2 separate regions of the Triticum aestivum genome follow, and region 2 is linked to region 1. A link is a contact called in public Hi-C data. All regions are on one chromosome and are shown on one strand. The core of a region is the stretch at or near the end of the contact, and the rest is flanking DNA. Distances in the headings are between cores, read along the strand shown. Region 1 holds the start of LOC123161118 (OVARIAN TUMOR DOMAIN-containing deubiquitinating enzyme 1). Region 2 holds the start of LOC123156803 (chitin elicitor receptor kinase 1).

Region 1 (6,551 bases), core at 392-2,891:
TCTACTTTAAGTTACAGGTAGACATACGTGCCCAAAGACACAAGAATTCTAGCAGTGGAGAACTTCATCGCCAGCCTTATTATTATATATCCACCCTTCACATTATGCTAAGATCCTCAGCAGCAGATACAATTCGAGACATTTGACGTGAACAATGAACAAAATAGCTTGGAAAAAAATGGAAAGCAGATTTCAGGTATCAACTAGATAATTGGGCAATACCTATCTTTTCTTTGGCTCATGGCAGGTGTCAGAGAAATATATCGATGTTGTAAAAGAGCTGGAAGAACTGTTTCTACATAATCAAAATGTCCTTTCTGTTTTCGGCAATCGACCTTAAATGGCTCTTTCAACGATATCTCCTCGGGCATATCCTTGACCACCTCCACATAACCTCTAGTTTGCTCAATGAAGTGATCAACATCAAACACGTCTGCAAAACCACTGACAAAGCATTCCGATAAGCACATGATTAGTTTGAACAGAAGTGCACTACATAGCAACAACAGTAGAAGCCTTCGTTTCCCCCCAAGTGACTCCAGTACCTAGACTCGTTCCAGTATGCAGCAACCTCAAACTTGGGCAGAACCATTGTGGCGTTCAGAAGACGTGCAACCGCAATTCCATCGCACAGCTGCAGAACAATTGCACCAGAGGCCAGAATAATTACAACCGAGGAGCTCGTAACAAAGCCAATCGACAACGCACACCACTGCACAACATTCTATACAATGCGACCTAAGCTTCATATGATCCCATTATTGACTCCACGAGCCTATACTTGTCACTTGTGCATCCAGTGCATGGCCAAATGATCCAAGTTTAACACTACATAAGAAAAGGAAGTCTTACTCCATTACAAGGAGGATAAACCAAGTTTAACATACATCGCGCCGCAGCTGGTTGAGGCCGCCGTAGCAATCTATCCTGATGTAGCCATTCCTCGTCGACGGAGCTGCTGAAGGAGAGCGGGGATAGAAACCAATCATCACCGCAACTCAAGCTAATCCTAAACTCTGACCGAAAACCACGAAGCACACAAGGCCTCACCGGGCATTGCCGTCTGCCACCACTCGCACGGCCGCCACTCCGCCAAACGCCGCTGCTCCCATATGAGCCGCGACCCTGACGGCGAATGCTCCCTGCGGGAAAACCCAATGCGGGGGATCTGTAACTTCCAGGAAGAGTCCAGAAGAACCTGATATGCCAGGTCGGGGCGGGGCGCGTACCTGGAGGCTGGTAGGGCGAAGAAGGATGGGGATGAGCGCGGAGAGGCGAGGAAGAAGAAGAGGGCGGCGGCGAGGAAGAGGGCCGGGAGAAGGAGGCGTATGTGGTGGTGGGCCCACCACGACGACGCGGTCGACCACATGACCGCCGCCGACGCCGCTACCTACGAGAAGCACTGGATCTGATCGCCGGCGGCGACGCGGCGTCACCGCGAGCACGGAAGTACGACCTGTCAGCCAGAATGTAGGTCCCACCTGTAAATCAGGGACCACCTGTCATGGATGGTTATCCAGATCGAGAGGTGGCGTGCGGAAATGGAGTAGGGCGGTGGTCCAACAGAAACAGCGTTAACTTCCTGAAAATGGAACGCAGGCCCGCTGCGTCAGCCCCACATGTCGGGGTCACGAAGTACATCATGAAGGTGGATGACGCGAAGGGCTTATCTGCAAAACGACACGCACTACCCTTTTTTTCGCCTGCGGCGAGATCTCCGACTGCCACAAAAGCGAAGGTCTCCTCCGCCCGAATCGAAGCCGTCGTCTCGAACTCCGTCCGGAGCCCACACCCACAACCTGACGCCCATCCCCACCCACCCACACGCGACGCGAAGCTGGCGCGGGAGGCGGCCGACGCGAGCGCCCGCAAGCGCAAGGCGGCGGACGGCGGCGACACCGGCGCCGCGGCACCGGCCCCCGAGGACGCGGCCATGGGCGACGCGCCCCCGCCGGCCCCCGCGCCGCCCGTCGAGGGGGGAGGAAGCGATGGGGCCGGGCCTGACCCTAACTCGCACCGGTTGAGCCCGGAGACCGTGTCGGTGGAGCTCTCCATGGGCGGGGACTACTACCACGCCTGCTGCGGCGACCCCGACCCCGACCCCAAGCCCGAGGGACCCCAGGTACCGTACATCGGTAACAAGGTGAGGCATCTCCACTCCTCTCTCACTCTCACTCTACGTCGCTATAGGTCTGTCGTTTGTTCATCCTCGTGGTATACTTGGCCGGGATCATCACACATTCACACTTGGTGTTGCCACTCTGGTGCCCATTTTTGGCCGAGACCTTTTGTTGATTCGATCCTATTGGTCCAGCAGTATGCGAATGTTGGTTCTGGTAACTATTGTCCTGGAATTTAGTTTCGTTGGCCAATTGTCGTTTGAAATGGCTAAGGTTGGATACACGGGGAGCAATTCATGTTCTGTTATAGGATCAAGGGTTTATTATGGCTGGCCGAGCCCTTTGTTTAATCTTCTGGTGTGCAGTACAGTAGGTAACAGACTGAGCGAGTTTGTTCAAGCTTGTCAATGTAGGAATAGCCTATGAAAAGTTAAGGGCAACTCGGCACTCAAACTGGAGAACAAAATTTGGTTCTACTTTACCTCAGAAGTTGAGCCTAGTCTATGCCAGGGTTTCTCTAAAATGTGCTGTTATGCTTGAAGTTTGAAGTTCAAAAATGACATGACAGAAAGCCATATGAGATGTTGTGGAGCGACATCCACGCAGTTTTCATGTCAAATGAAATAACATCTTATTCTCTTCATTTCGGTCAACTAGTTGGATATCTCAAGTGCATTTGGCGGTACTTGTGAATTCAAATGCTATTTAACGTACTGTTATGGTTATCTGTATATTTATGGTGTTGATTTTGTTCTGCTGCTTTTGTTTTGCCTTCCATATTAATTACTGTTGTATCTTATCAACTTGTTTATCTGACTGGCATCTTCTGAATCTTGCAGGAACCTCTCTCCGCCTTAGCAGCAGAGTTCCAGTCTGGCAGCCCCATTTTACAGGAGAAAATAAAGGTTGTTGTTCGTTTGCTTGTTCTGATACATGATAACTGTATTATTTTTCTTCATCCAGTGTGCCATTTTTATGGTGCTTCAGTTTGTTCCATAAGTTTTCTTGCTTAACCTGCAGTTGCTTGGTGAACAATATGATGCTTTAAGACGAACACGAGGAGATGGAAACTGCTTTTATCGAAGCTTTATGTTCTCCTACCTGGTAGTATTTGTGGTGTTGGTTTTCACTCAAAGTACATCTGTTCATAATTTGACGATTGTTTGGTTTGCTGCTAGGAACATATCCTTGAGACACAAGATAGAGCTGAGGTTGAGCGCATCCTAAAAAACATTGAACAGTGCAAGAAGACACTTTCGGGTCTTGGATACATTGAATTCACTTTTGAAGACTTCTTCTCTGTAAGTCTATGCAATGTTTGCTTTTTGCATCTCTCCTTAGTTGCCCCATTCTGTATCACTTTTTGCTCCACTCCATCTGATCTTCCTCACTTGAATAGCTTTTAGATGTGCCCCTTCTGTCTATGTGCACTTGTTTGCAATTCCTTCTATGCGTCTCTGGGGAATTTGCTAGATGACTCGTTGGTAATCAGGAACTTGCGGGTTTTTTTCTGTAATGAAAAATAAAGTAAATGCCTGCCTGTAACTCCTGTGCACTGTTAACTGTCACAACTGTTGATCTAAGTAAGCATACTGCACACCTTTTCTTCAATCCCTTGATGAATGCATTGGTTTGTTGCTCTTTATGAGTAAAGTCCGCTGAGATATATACAGTATTCTTAGTTGTTAATAACTAAATATTATACACTGTCTTTCTGAATGCCATGCATTGTGCCCAGCGAAATGGTCTTTATTATGTTTTATGGTTTTGTTGGGAGCTCTGTTGGTATATGATATGCATTGGTTGAAAATGATGGGTAAGTAGAGATGCTCATATCGAAGAACTTGAGCCTTGCCGATTAATCTGTATTTGAAAAATAGAATTATTGTTTTGTTAAATACTCCCTGGACTCATAATTTGCCTCCTTAGTCCTTGCTGAATATTTTTCTCCATTGTTATCCTCAGATGTTCATTGAGGAGCTGCAAAATGTTCTGCAGGGGCATGAAACTTCTATTGGGTAAATATTCTATAGTTGTGTTTGTCTCCTTAAGGCATAATCTCATATGAACAAAAGGAAATAAGTGTTGTTGGAAGAGGCATTTTTTAACTGTTCACATTGTATGGCATGGCCATTATCAGAGTTTTGCTTTTGTGGTGAATCTGTTTTGTTTTCTTGTATCCTTAGGCCTGAAGAACTTCTAGAAAGAACCAGGGATCAAACGACTTCTGATTATGGTTTGTACAATCAGATATTTATGATGTATCTTTCTTGACTATGATAACACTATTTTCTTATTGTGTCTTCTTTAGTTGTCATGTTCTTTAGGTTTGTTACCTCTGGTGAAATTCAAAGGAGGGCTGAGTTCTTTGAACCATTTATTTCTGGCTTGACAAATTCGACCGTGGCTCAGGTTAGCTTCTTTGCTTTGTTCTTGTATGCAACATTGGGTCGTGGGAACATAGACATTGTACCAGTAGTCATGTATATACCCCTTGTCAACATGTAATGCACTGTCCTGTTTGTCGTGTAAGTCTATTTGATTGGGAGTTGTCGTTTTGCATTGCATGTGAATTGTGGAAATCAAGAGTGTTCTTGCAATAGTTTCACTCCATGCCCCAGCCTTAAATGCTGCTAAACAGGTTGACTGGTGAGATTATAGTATGCCATTTAGTATGGGTTTTTAACCATTAGTTAGGTATGGTGCCTTGGTTTGTGTTCGTAGGCAGTATTCCTACAGGAGTACAGGGCCAGTTTCCTTTAGAATTATTACACAAAGCTAACACTAGATATCATGTGAGTAGGATAGATTAGCAGCTCTGTAAGCAGTGGACTATTCTTCGAGGGATAGGCCTCTGTGATGAGGAATTTCGGAGGATTTTATTCCTTACGAATATTTCATCTGGAGCCTTTTGATTTGGAGGATTGGTAACCATCAGAATTTTTCCTATGGACTATTTTGCATTCAGTTCCAAAAGAATTTTCCCTTTGTTTATAAGACAACTATGGCAAACACCTAAGCTTTCGAGAAAGTTCATGTTCTTATCCTGTGGTGCAGCCGAACAACTTCTACTTTGTGCCAGCATTTGAATTCCTGTAGAATTTAACTTCCCATAATGTATTATCCTATCTTTTCCTATTCCATGGTTTTAGCCATGTTAGGACAAGAGATAATGTATTCACCTGTGTTTGTGTGGTGCTATCCTACATGTTTTAATTAAACTTCAGTTAAGTTGTCTGCTGTCCATAGATATGCAGTCGAGGGACTGACCCTGATTTGTAAATCGCATTGCAGTTTTGCAAGTCTTCTGTGGAGCCAATGGGCGAGGAAAGCGACCATGTGCACATTATTGCTCTGTCAGATGCGTTAGGGGTGCCAATCCGCGTGATGTACCTAGACCGAAGCTCTTGTGACACAGGCAATCTAAGCGTGAACCACCATGATTTCATCCCTGCAACCAATTCCTCTGAAGGTGATGCTGCAATGGGATTAAATCCGGCTGAGGAGAAACCTTACATTACTCTGCTCTACCGGCCTGGTCACTATGATATTCTCTACCCAAAGTGATCTCTGGCTGATGAAACACCAAGGTTGATTTTTCCCATGAATTCAGGTTGAGAAAACGTTGTCTAGAACCGTGTAGTTGTGTTGCTCCTGCATGCTGCCAAAGGCGGCCTTACAAGAGGGAACTTGTGTGTTCTTGGGGCGTAATCATAGCATGCTTTACTTGTCACTGCCCTCAAATTCGAAGTTTTCCTTGTTGTAAGTGTGCTCTAGCACAACGATTTAACATTGTGGTTGACTGTTGAGAAGACCTCTGGATATCGTGACTAATCGTGGTTCTTGTTTTTCCTTGAATTATTTACTCCTCTGCATCGTAATGCTTCATCTCAGCAATCAGTTTCTTTTGTTCATAACTCATTGAATTGGGACATGCTCCAGGTTGATGCCTGGGTGCTGTCCATTATCTCATTAGCATGTACTACCTCTCTGTTCCTAAATATAAGACATTTTGGCAGTTTAAATTGAACTCCCAGAACGTCTTATATTTGGGAACAGAAGGTGTACATAGGAAGGGATGTCATCTTGACCATGAAATCGCTAGTTTTCATGTTTGTTTCTACACGATGGACATTTCTAGAATTGGTGATATCTTTGCAAGCAGGTGCAAGAGTCCGTCGACCACCTTCTCTTCAAGTGTAGGTTCATGGTCAGAGTTTGGGGCATGATCAAGGCATGGCTGCAGCTTGATCACCTTGACACCTCTTCCTGGCACCTCTTTTGGTCCACTAAGGATTGGTGGATTAGGCTCTCCGACAATTCCTTGCCAAATAGGAAGGTCATGGCCTCCCTTGTCATGCTTGCCTCCTGGACCAATCTGAAATGAGCGAAATGTTCACGTCTTCTGTCAAAAGAACGCGCTGCCGATGG
Region 2 (6,864 bases), core at 1,911-4,410, 860 kb before region 1:
AGGCTGCCTGTACTGCACAAGATGAGGATACTTATCAGCATAACTGCATGAGAATAAACATAACATGACCAAGAAAATCAAGTGGATAGAAATATAAGTTAAAATAACAACTCTTACCCTTGTGATTCCAGAGGAAGGTAGCTTCCATTGGGATCTGGAAAACCAAACAAGCAGAGGAAAATATTTCAGGAACAAGTGATCGATTGTACGCAACGTGTAATTGAACTTTTTTATAATGGAAATTTTTTATTGACTCAATACTTCACATGAAGATGATAAAACCAACAAAGAGTTTATACTAAGCCTCTGTATAACTATGCAATTCTTGGCAACTGTTTTCTTACTGAGTTACCATACATGCAGAATTGGCATGACACAACACACAGGATCAGCAACATGGACAACATCATATCAATATGTAGCAACAAAATGGCACATGAAGAAAGAAATATGTGGTGTCAGTACCATAACCAGAGTTCAATCAGTTTATTAGCTCCTCACAAACATTAATATAGCTGGAACTACAAACAATTAACAATCCAAAACCTCATAACAAAATTTGAACAGAGCACCAGTATCACTCTACAACTGAGTACGAAACTGCATAACACACTTCCCTAGTACGACAATTAGTCCCCAATACTCCTCCATTTCAGTCAGCCAAACAAAGCTAAAATTTAACCAAATTCCCCACAATGCAATTCGAATAGCAGCACTATTCACGAATTATCCAAATATTAGGCAATTTTCTAACTAAGTTTCCGTATCCTATATACCTAAAAGAGTGATCCCCGCTACTTCTAATTATATGAACATGAGTGCTTCCACATCATCAAAATTGTTGTAGCCGTTAGATTTAGGACCCAAATATCCAGCAAACGTCAGATTTTTAGGCATGGCAGACCGGAAAAAAAATCACGGCAAATTATGTTTACCGAGGGTGGCAAGTTTAGTTGGTGAGCATGGCAAATCCACCTCAATTTAATTTTTTTGCCAGAAATTGCTGTGCTCACCAACTAGATTTGCCATCCTCACGCCGACATAAATTGCCATGAAAAACATTAGACCTGCCATGCTAAAAATCTGACGTTAGACTTTTAGCATTTTCGTAGATTTACTAGCTTGATCCACTAGCATCTGTTTGATCTACGCATTAGAATCCTCTATTATGCAACATGCATTAGCGCATTTTAAGTGGGTTTTTAATGATGATATATGAGATAGAATTGGGGTAGCACTGATTGAAGAGAAGCTTGTCCAACATTGTTTGAGATGGTTTGGGCATATTCATCGCATGCCTCCAGAAGCGCCAGTGCATAGCGAGCGGCTAAAGCGTGCTGATAATGTCAAGAGAGGTCGGGGTAGACCGAGCTTGACATGGGAGGAGTCCGTAAAGAGAGATCTGAAGGACTGGAGTATCACCAGAGAACTAGCCATGGCACTGGCGGAGCTAGGTAGGAACTGCTGGGGGGGCCAAGGCTAAATCGTGGGTGTTTGAGGGTGTAAACTGCTAAAAAATTCTCATCTAAGCCCTTTCCTCAAAAAAAAATCTTCATAGTTTGGTCCAAAGTTGGGGGGGCCACAGCACCCCCAGACTTACACATAGCTCCGCCACTGAGCCATGGACAGGGGTGCGTGGAAGCTTGCTGTCCATGTGCCACAACCATGAGTTGGTTGCGAGATCTTATGGGTTACACCTCTAGCCTACCCCAACTTGTTTGGGACTAAAGGCTTTGTTGTTGTTGTTGTTGCATTTAATTGTGACATGCACAACTTTTCATATTAAGATTTTTTTTTGCTTATGCAGAAATTTCTCACATAGTTTAAATGTAAGGACTTAATTAGTATTCTACACAATATTTAGAAACTATATATCCAATTCCGTGGCAACGCGTGGGGTATCATCTAGTATGCAGAATTGGCATGACCCAACCTACAGAATCAGCAACACAGAGCAATATCAATCAATATGTTGCAACAAAATGGCACATGAAGGAAGAAATATATGTGGTCGGCATCATAACCAGAGTCCAATCGGTTCATTCTACACCCACAAACATTAATATAGCTCGAACTTGAGAATCCAAAACGGTTTCTGGTGCCCATTTTATAACTTCATAAGGAATTTTGAACAAAGCACCACTATCACTCTACAACTGAGCATAAAACTGCACACCGCACTTCTCTAGAGCAATGTATCCCCACAATTCAATCCGAATAGCAGCATTATTTGAATTCAATTCAATTTAACTGAAACTGCACGCCACAGTTGAGTCAGCTAAATCTATAAGGGAATTGTGAAGCCTCACCTTTGGCTGGGATATACACGATGCCGCTCCCGGTGACACCATCCATCCCGGGGTTATACTTTCTGAGCAGGTCCATCTGCTCAGAGGACGAGAAGCTATGATTGGCGGCGACAGAGGCTAGGGTCTCTCTGTCCCTGAGCGGGTATGTGAGGAAGAGGCCGTAAGCGGTGGAAATCCCAGGGTCGCCGCATGAGCAGTTGACGGTGACGTTGACGGAGCCGACGTCGGGGATATTGTTGGCCGGGTAGGTGTTTGTGGCCTGCAGCCAGGCGGGGGTGGTGAGGTTGTTGAATTGGTCGGCGATGCTGATGTAGGTGTCTCCGGTGGTGACTTTGTAGGGGATGGGGGCGGCGAGGAAGGTGGAGGCCGGGGCGGACGGCGGCGCGATGCATTGGCAGGGGAAGGGGACGTTGAGGCGGTCCCCGGCGGCGACGAAGTCGAGGTTGGGGATCCCGGGGTTGTACTTGCCGAGCACTCGGTAGTCAGAGAACCCGAAGAGGTTGGCGATGTAGGTGACGTTCTGGTTGGACGCGACGTAGTAGGAGCCCAGCGCGTGGTCGCAGCCCCGGCTGCAGCCGTCCCCCGCCGCGGTGACCGTGTTCGGGCCCGCCGCGGCGGCCAGGAGGAGCAGGAAAAGGGGGAGTAGCGGAGCTTCCATGGCGGAGTGGCGCGGAGGCGGAACCCTAGCGGGAGGGGCGGAGGAAGCTTGGCATCATTCGACAGTCTGTAGCCAGAGGGGATGGACTGGGAGCGAGGGGGAGAAGACGCTGACGCGTCGGGGAGTTTGACTCGTCGCGGCCGCGGGCAGTCGGCAGTTAGGCCACGGCGTTTCACTGGCGGGTCTGGGCGAAACAGCCAGCGGGAGGTGGACGCGGTCGTGCCGGGGGAAGCGCGGCGGCTGCTGTTGCCGCGCGGTCAAACGAAGCGTGCTACGAAATTCCTCAGGTCCCGCTGGGCACGGGGTGGTGTCCCATCCGGGGGGAATGTTCCCGTCGCGCGTACTGCTAATTGCGACATTATTAGGCTCTAACCTGATGCACTATTGTAATGCGATTACACGTTCGCTTCTGGATTAAATTAGCACTAGTACTAGAATAATTCATGGCAAAGCAACTCTCGAGGTATATACATGTATGCTGCCTACGGAACCTCCCCCGGCCGTCGGCACGTCGGCCGGTGACATTTGGAGCTGTTCATTTCGGGGATTGTTTGGGACTTGGCGCCGACGGCGGCGTCGTGTGCTCTGGAACTACCATCTGGAGCAAAGCTGGACGGCGGCCGTTCGTGCGGTGGTTTGTGATTCGCTAGCTTGACATTCCCCGTCCAATTATATCCCCTAATTATATGGCGTGTCGAAGAGGAAGAGAAATAAGGCTATTAGAACATCTCCAACGGCTGTAAAGTAGGTGTTGGTAAATTTACCATCTAGAACATAGTGATGATGTGGCATGTAATAAATGTGAAGAGAGGGCAAAGTTGTATGTAGAATAACCAACAACCTTTGCACAAACTCCAAGGTGAAATAGAGAGCAATCACATTTATTTTCTCATTATCTATTGGATAGCTTAGATACAACCTATTGGAGTAGTTGTATGATAGCTTGTTGGTTGATGACATAGATATTTTACCAACAAGGCTAACATATAATCTATTGGAGATGCCCTTAGTGCCGTTGTGTGATCGAGACGCATGCATGATGTGGTTGGTTACTTGGTTGTTTGTTTTAGTCAGCGAAATCCTCGAAATGAGGAATGGAATCAAGGAAATTTAATATCAACTCATGTTTATATTCAACAAAACTCAAGTGTCCAATAATGAAATGTTGATCTTTTCCGAATAATCGTCGCGGGTCTTTTCTCTTTTTTCCAAACTAGAGACAGCTCCTACCCCAACTCTGTTTATTCTTGTCTATGCGGCTTTAGGCACAGCTTGAGTCGGCTAGCATGACAGAGAAGGTGTTCTGAGATATCCAGTATATCAGCTTTTCGCTAGCTTGACATTCCCCAACTAATTATATCCCCTAAATATATGGCGTATTGGAGAGGGGAAGAGACAAAGACCGGCATGTTGGTTGATTATTAGAGCATCTTCAACAAATACCCTAAAATTGATTATAGGTGATGAGAACATGTTTTAGAGCACTATTTTTTCTGTAACAAATGGCTTAAAACTAATGCCCTCGATTCTAAAATTTGAACATGATTCATTGCATATTTCAAAATTACGAAGTTTACTATAAAATGTTGAACATTAAATATTAAAAACACGCAATTGCACACTACTACGATAGAACATTAGTACTACGGAGACACTGCCACAGTAGATCATCACGGAGAAATCCCAACCAAAATCCTGTCCACCATGAAGAAATCTTCAACTTCACCTGCAACTAGCAACGCTATAAGAGGGGCCGAGCAAAAGCGGTAACATATCCAAGCAACGGTTTGCATAGGAAAGATGTCAAACATTAGAGGTTCATGGCAATATGGGAGGCTTGATGAGCAAAAGATAGGTAACGCAGCATAGCGATAGAACGAAGCAACTAGCATAGCAATGATAGTAGTGAGGTCCAGGGTAGCGGTCATCTTGCCTGAAATCCGCAAGGAAGAAGAACGAGTCCATGAAGAAGATGAAGCCACGAAGACGAACCAAGCGTAGACGAACGAATCCTCACGATCGCAATAAAACAGGAACTAACAAGAAGAAGCACACAACATAGTAAACACACCACACATGAACAAGACATGATGCACAAACAAGCATGATGCATGACAAGACTACATGAAGCTACTCATGGCAAGGGATGATGCATACAAGAGCAACACATCAAAGCAAGTTTAAATGAGGCCGGGAACAACATATAACAATTCCGGTAAGTCCTCATATGCATATTTCGAAATTGGTCCAGATCTGAATAAACCTTATGTTCAAGTTGTTAAACAGCAAGTTAAGATGCACCAAGATGATCTACACGAGATTCTAGTCAAGTTACATATAAAGTTCATTTAGTTCGGAGCTACGGCCTAGAAGATATGAGCAAAACAAGATAAACATGGCATTGATGCAAAATGCATTCAAACATCAAGCAAACACCTCAAAATATGGATGCAACATGATAATATGGAACTATATGCAAAATCAAGCAAGTTTCATATAGAGCACACTCAAAACGGAGCACACTCAAAACGAAGCAACGGTTCAACACACACATGAAACAAGTTTAAAGGACAAGCTGTCCAAAACAGCAACTAGGCCTCTTGCAAGCATCAAAACAACATGCTACAACATCTCAACATGAAAACAAAAGACATGGGCATGATGTAGAGGTAAAGCATAACAAAACGTGAACACTGAGCTATCTCCAGAAATCACTAGAACATGCTCAAACACACATGGTAAGATTGCAAGTAATAACAATTCAGACTTTGCAGAAAATAACATCAGGTTGCAATGTTTAGAGCTATGAAACAACATGTTATAGGCACTTATCAAGGCAAACAAAGGCATGTCATGATACTACTAAATGCATATATCAAATGTCCTTTACTGACCATGAGCCAAAAAGGATCAGAAAATATGATGGCACCCACGTAAACATGGCAAGTTATAATACAGATTCATACATGGCAGAAACAGAATTATGAAGGCATATTGGTGAGCTTGTACCACTCACCAAAGAGCAATACATGGCATGGCAAGGCAACCAACAGTAAGAAGACATATTTGTGAAGCTAAGAATGGCAATAGAAAGCTCATAGGGTGCATGGAACACTAGAAACAATCATGATAACAACTGAACTTAATGTTAACAGGCTGACAGCAATATTATCAAGCAACTTTGGAGCAAGATATGAACAAGCTACAGCAAGCTATAATTGCAACCAGGGGCATTAATGGATAGAGCATAACATATAGATCAAAACACTTTTAGTGAACATCTCCAGATTATGCATAGAATGACTAGTAGCAGCAGGTTTACATAGCATCACGAAATAACAGATTCAACCTAGCAAAACAGCAACAGCAAGTACACTACTTAACAAGCTCGATTCACTCACCACAAGTCATTGCATGACAAGATAAGCATAGCATCAGTAAGAAGACATGTTTATGAAACAAACCAAGGCAAGAACAAGTTCATAGCATGCAAGGATCAACTACAACAACCTTGGCAAAATTGAATAACATGTAAACAATCTGCCAGGAAACATTTTTCAGCAAAAGTAGAGCACGAAAATGACATGCTAGACTACTCCATAATTGCAACAAAGGGCATGAATGGATAGACAATAACCACATGTTCAAAACACCCTTACTGAAGTATCTCAAAATATGCATGGATCTCTCTGTAGCAACAATTTTACATGGCATCAAAATAACAGCAGAACAGGGACTAAAATCAGTAACATCACGATGCCTAGTTTGCATGCTTGTGCTAGTCACCACATTGATCATAAAAATACATGGTAAGCACCTCTGTAAAGAAGACATGGCATAGCTCAAAACACATGTAGACATCAACCTCATAGGATGCACACATCAATCATGGCAAAA

The links. A called contact is a pair of places that touch in the nucleus more often than the background predicts.
Region 2: a contact with region 1 is called in a Hi-C map of leaf, with 9 times the contacts expected there. The contact joins the promoter of LOC123156803 here to the promoter of LOC123161118 in region 1. A contact is called at or near these places in 2 of 5 Hi-C or Micro-C datasets (both in leaf).

Annotation. Positions count from the first base shown.
Region 1 is chr7B:236,016,244-236,022,794 of IWGSC CS RefSeq v2.1, reverse strand. LOC123161118 (OVARIAN TUMOR DOMAIN-containing deubiquitinating enzyme 1) reads left to right here and starts at 1,641. Exons shown (of 8, transcript XM_044578971.1): 1 at 1,641-2,143; 2 at 2,960-3,025; 3 at 3,141-3,224; 4 at 3,299-3,421; 5 at 4,086-4,138; 6 at 4,307-4,356; 7 at 4,432-4,532; 8 at 5,415-5,978. The coding sequence starts at 1,643. The coding sequence ends at 5,687. LOC123161117 (O-fucosyltransferase 13) reads right to left here and starts at 1,770. Exons shown (of 6, transcript XM_044578968.1): 1 at 1,230-1,770; 2 at 1,051-1,142; 3 at 888-955; 4 at 546-634; 5 at 223-444. The coding sequence starts at 1,369.
Region 2 is chr7B:236,877,945-236,884,808 of IWGSC CS RefSeq v2.1, reverse strand. LOC123156803 (chitin elicitor receptor kinase 1) reads right to left here and starts at 3,160. Exons shown (of 11, transcript XM_044574988.1): 1 at 2,310-3,160; 2 at 119-154. The coding sequence starts at 2,967.